Regions from separate parts of the Mus musculus genome. Here region 1 is linked to region 2. Evidence: chromatin contacts called from public HiChIP or PLAC-seq data. All regions are on one chromosome and are shown on one strand. Each heading gives the region's core, a stretch centred on a gene start, on an enhancer-like site or on the middle of the called end of the contact. The rest is flanking DNA. Distances are from core to core; before and after follow the strand shown. Region 1 overlaps Etl4 (enhancer trap locus 4). Region 2 overlaps Etl4 (enhancer trap locus 4).

Region 1 (2,700 bases), core at 12-2,511, 310 kb after region 2:
TTTTTGGTTCCCAAGCAGAACCTCTCCAAAGAGAAGAATCAAGGCTTAGGGACAGATCCAGCCTCCAGGAAGCTGTAGAAATCAGTGTGATTGCCCTGGGCCTGAAAACAAGGCTCGTCTATGTAACTCAGGCTCTCGTGATGCCCACACCATGTCTTAGCTGGGTTAGGATTCATTGTCTCTCCAATTGATGGTCAAGTGGGTGACATTTATCCTTATTTAAACTCTAGGCCTTAGTTTTCATGAATGATGTGATTCAAAATAACAGCTAACTGTAAGCATCAATTCCTGCTTTCCAAAAGTGGTAGGTCTTTTTTATTTAAAAAAAAAAACAAAAACTAATATTACTTACTGTACTGCTGTGAAAGAAGTCATGCCCTCCTTGTCCACCCTCAGAGACAAAAGGGGTTTGGAGGCCACTTGTCCTGAAGCCTGACTTTACAGAAAATAAAAAGGAGAGACAGTCCAGAATGTGATAACTGGAGCCATTTGAATAAACTGGGGTCTCGACATGATGCTGCCTCTATGCTGTTTGTAATAAAGGTAATAGGGCCCTACTTCCTCTATCACCCACGAGCCACTAGAAAGGTGACAGGCAGTAAGAACATTAGGGCGGTATCAGATAAGAAATGTCTTCCTTCTTTATCTGAGTCGTTCTTTTTGGATTGGTTTGGTATGGTATCGTATGGTATGGTGTGGAGTGCTGACTAAAATCTCAAGAGTTTTGCCTACCACTGCCTCCTGAGTGCTGAGATTAAAGCCGTGTGCTACCACTACCACAACCCAGCTTTGAGTCATTTTATTTCTCTGGCCTTCATGCTAGAATTTTATAGATTAAGTAGGTAGGAGCCAGGCACAGGAGACACACGTGTAATTCCCAGAAGCTCAGGAGGCTGAGGCACGAAGATCAGGAGTTAACAACAATGCAGACAATGATGGGAAATCCTGTCAAAGAAAAGGCTGACTCCTATGAGGATGTTCCTCCACTCACCCACCCACTCCAGAAAAGGCTGGCATGGGGGACCTTGTTTTCTCAGGCACCCGAGGGCCTTTCCCCATAGTGCTGTCAGTTGCAGATAAATAATAATCTGTAGCAGGAGTGAACAACTATTTCTACCAGTTTGTACCTGTACTTAACAAAAGAAAAAAGAAATGCCATTTCAGAGCGTGAATATTGAAGTGCACCCTCAGGGAAGAGAAAGAAACTTCAAAATTGATTTTGTGTTGGCTCATTCTGGGGTGTGGTAGCTAGAGTCACCGCCTGGCAGAGCCAACAGGAAATGAAACGCTTTACCCTGGGCTGTGTGTCACCATAGCCAGAAAGCCATAGTCCCTGTATTCTGCAGTCAAACTAGTGATGTTTCCTAAGAACCCTTCCTTTGCTGATATTCAGTGTCTGCTGTAACATTAAGGGATCACCCATCATGGGTTCTGTGCAGTGCTAAGGAAATAAGTACAGACCCCATTTTGTGACTCAGAAAGTCCGGTAATCAAGAAAAGTCTCTTCGATATAAAATCAGAAAGCTATCACGTTATGCTGCCACCCAGATCCAGAAAACAACTAAGTCTCGTCACTTGACTTGGGGCTATTTTCAGGTCCCAACTAGTACAGTCTGCTCACAGAAAGTAAACTGTGAAGGAGATTAACTGCTGGGAGTGTTTCCCGACTGCATTTACTGTGCTGGGAAGAGCCTCATTGGGCTTCAGTACACCTTAGGAGCCCTGGCCTGGGTGTGTCTGAGCTTTGATCCACTTGCCTGAACTTGGCACACCCTTCTTTTCCCCTTTCAGTCAGGATCACTGAACCAGAATGGGAAGAATTATGAGTGCCAAATAAGTTCCTCCTAACTGCAACTCTAGGATCCCAATTTCTGCTGGATTTTAGACATGATCTTTCTAGGAGACCAAGGGCATCTCTGTTAACAATGGCAGAGTCTTTTGACTCTGTGACCTCTCAGTATTGAGACTTGAGATGTGTGTGTCTTTGCTATCTTTGTAACAAAATATCTAAGGCTAAGGGGAAGGGCCCATGGATCATGGGTTCAGAGATTCCAGTACATGTTCACTTAACCCTGTCACCTTGAGCCTGAGCTGTACTTTTATCAAAGTGACGTATGTATCAGAAGACGTCTTTGTAATTTATGGCAGCCAGGAAGCAAAGCAAGGCAAAATGAGCCAAGGTCACGTATTCCTGTCAAGAGCATACTCACCCACTTCCTAAAGCTCGCACTCCCCCAGTCCTACCACAGACTAGGAATGAATCCTTTACCACACCAGCCTTTGGGAGACATTGAAGATCCAAATGCTGGCAGACCTTTGGCATCCTCAGCCATGATCTCCACTGCATGTGTGCTGGCCCCTGGGTCTCAACTTAGCAGGGACTTACCTGCTTTGAAGACTGCATTTGTGGTTGCACCTGCATGGTGCTTTCAGGATGGTGTCTTAGTTGCTTAACTTGTCCCCAGTAGGGTAACTTTGAGCAGAAATGGAAAATGAATAGATTAGTTACTTGCAAGGCTTCAAGCATAGCAAGAGGACCTGGATTCTGGTGTTCTGTTGACTTCATCCCTTAACAGCATCTTTAGTTAATTAGGGAGTGTTTCCTCTCATACCGTAGAAACAGGGCGTGAACAAGCAAGGGCTTGAAACCTGTTCACTATCCAATTGTGAAAAATACCTTCAGTCCTTGTAAGAATAAGA
Region 2 (2,700 bases), core at 85-2,584:
TCTGCTGACTCTACAGCGGGAACTTACTAATCAGCTAGCCTTCCCAGAGTGTCCCAGATTCAGTCTCATTAAGAACCAGGCGGCCATCACGTCTGAGAAGGACCACCTTGTTGACAAGCCTGTTCTCTTCCTGTGCTGACAACACAACCTGTAGGCCGGTGCTGACTCCTGACAAAATGACTCTTTCCAGGATAACATGGTCCCGTATTGCCAAACAGCTAACTCAGAGAACTGCTGGTCTCTTTGGAAGGAGTTCTGGTCAGGCAGGCCTTTCCCCAGCCAAGCTACTCTTAGCCAACTTAATGTTGACATGATGTTATGAAAACTAAATGCATGTTCATTAGCTGTGGAATAGGATTTAAAATCCTTATAATCTAGATAAAAATGTGACAATAAAAAGAGTGCCATAGTAAAAAGGATAAATCGAATTAAATGTGTTGTCAAAGGATTTCTGTTTATAATCATCCACTCCAATTTTGAAGCGGTTTTTTTTTCCAATGCAAGAGGTTCAATTTTCAAAGCTTTATTTTCATTTTTCCAATCATGGATTAATGTTAGAAATATTAATATTGGAAAAACTGAGCAAGAAAGTATTTGCTTAACTTTTTTGTAAAGCAAAAAATACTAAGAAACAGTTAGTATGGGTGAGTCCCACTAAGCGTCAAAGGATGTACCTTTCGTTTTAGTTTTAAAAATATTTTACTGCATTTCTTTATACTGTGTGTGCACATGTGTATATGTGAAGGCAAACAAATATCCCACATGCATGAGGGAGTTGGGGAGAGCTTTGTAGAAGTCAACTCTCTCCTTCTACCCTGTGGGTATTGGGGATCAAGCTCCGGTCACTGGGTTTGGCAGCCAGGACCTTTACTTGCTGAGCCAGAATCTTGCCAGACTAGGATGTGCCTTTTAATATTTAAAAGCCGCATCACCTCCCCCATGCTTCCACGGTTGGCTGCAAAGAGAACAGCAACAGTTATGAACTTAATGTGTAAGTGTAAGCAATCCAAGAACGCCTTTTTATAGTAGAAAAGAAAAAAGGCTGGTGGAGGACCGTCAACCAGAGCTGGATGTGAAACCGGCGTCCTTGGTGAACAGATAGGAAGGACGTGGTGAATTTTAAAAACAATGCCTTTTTATAAATGGCAGTTGGAATGGCAGGATTTGGAACACAATAGCTAATCCAGTATCTTGTGGACAGTTTCCTACAGCGCTTCTATTTTTAGGTGCTTCGTGCTTCCTTCCTCCGTAAGTTCTAGCCAGCCCTTTAGGGTGCCAGGACCTCAGCGTTTCTGCTGTCTCTGTCAGCTCCACCTCTCTCTTTCCTTGCTCAGATTCTTTGCAGTTTATACATCCTGCTTCTTGTCCCAATCCTAGACCGAGCAGCAAACACAAAGGGTTTGTAAGTAGGGGACTTATTTTAGTTAATGATTATCATGTTGTTTGATTTTTCATTAGAGATCAAAGAATACTTTGGAATTTGATGTAGCCTGAGATTGAAGTTTTAGATTGCGCTATTTGAAGTTGCACAGAGAAGGAATACAAGCCTGGTTTCACGTGCGCTGAATCTAAGAGCCTGTGTCTGCACCTCCTGCATCTTAGACTCCAACCCATCTGTAGCAGTTGCATGAACAAAGTTCAGAGTTACACGTGTGAGCAGCTTGGTCAAGCACAATGTGGTGTGTTCATCTGAGTCCTATTCATTGTGACTTGCCCTGCTCACAAACACATCTAGGCACTGAGTGCTAGCTGTAGTGAGATGCTTAAGTTGTGAAATTAAGGGATTACCTGTTTTATAAGAGTTAGTCTGGCGGTCATTATGAAAAAAGAAACATTTGATTTCCATAAAAGCAAATTTGTGTTTCATTATTTATTATAATACAGTGTTTTAACATATTTATCACCAGATAAAATTAGCCTTGCTAGAAAAATGCCTGTGGTTTCTTGTTATCTTTGTATAAGCCATTAAAGTCAACACTTTGGAATGTAGTTGACCTCAGTTCAAATACTGACCCAGTCATTTAAGAGTGCCCCCTATAGGCAGTCACCGACATCTGCCTGGATGAATTCTATTAGTAGATTTGGTGACAACAGTTATCACGGTATTAACACATCTCTCTTCTGCTGAAGATACATGTATTCAATCCTAGCACTTGGAAGGTGGAGACAAGAAAACCATGTTTTCAAGGTCAGTCCGTGCTAATTGCAAGCTAGAGGTCAGCCTATCTCAACAGCCACAGCAGCAAGAAAGTACTTATCAATTAAAGATAGTGGTGCAACAAAATAAAAGTAGACAGAAGTGTTGCTCGCAGTAAGGTGTGTGATTGCTTGTCACACTTGCAAGTGTTCAGTTAGGGAAGATGTACTGTACAGGGGGCTAAGCAAATAACCCCTGGACATACTTCTTTTTATTTATTTGTATTTATTGCTTATAAACAATAGAAGTTTATTTCTCTTGTTCTAGGATTCTGGAGGCTTTGAAATCCAAGACCAGGGTGCCATCCTGGTGGGATTCTACTGGGAGCCTTCTTTCAAGGACATGCTTGTCCCATGGTCATATAGCAGAAAAAGGCAATAAAGTGGCACCTCTGTTAAAAAGATTGTATCTTGCTAAACACCTCTCCAAGCATTTGGTCGTTAGTCAAAAACTCAGAAGTTGCCCTTTTTCACTCTGTAAAGAAAATCTGACTTATAAAAGTC

Evidence for each region. HiChIP or PLAC-seq counts read pairs in DNA pulled down with a chosen protein or histone mark.
Region 1: an HNF4G HiChIP or PLAC-seq map of pancreatic cancer cells shows a contact between it and region 2. The contact joins two enhancer-like sites. A contact is called at or near these places in 1 of 115 datasets of contacts at active chromatin or transcription factors (pancreatic cancer cells) and 1 of 9 other capture datasets (embryonic stem cells).

The regions. Positions count from the first base shown.
Region 1 is chr2:20,752,225-20,754,924 of GRCm38.p6, forward strand. All of the region lies in intron 7 of Etl4 (enhancer trap locus 4), which reads left to right. Among named protein-coding and RNA genes, the nearest start is that of Arhgap21, 210 kb to the right of the region's middle. Within about 2 kb of position 1,262, at least 51 of the 459 cell types and tissues checked have an H3K27ac peak or open chromatin away from gene starts, as enhancers often do. A contact at or near this core is called in embryonic stem cells and pancreatic cancer cells, where this site is marked.
Region 2 is chr2:20,444,382-20,447,081 of GRCm38.p6, forward strand. All of the region lies in intron 2 of Etl4 (enhancer trap locus 4), which reads left to right. Among named protein-coding and RNA genes, the nearest start is that of Gm17171, 110 kb to the left of the region's middle. Within about 2 kb of position 1,335, at least 35 of the 459 cell types and tissues checked have an H3K27ac peak or open chromatin away from gene starts, as enhancers often do. A contact at or near this core is called in embryonic stem cells and pancreatic cancer cells, where this site is marked.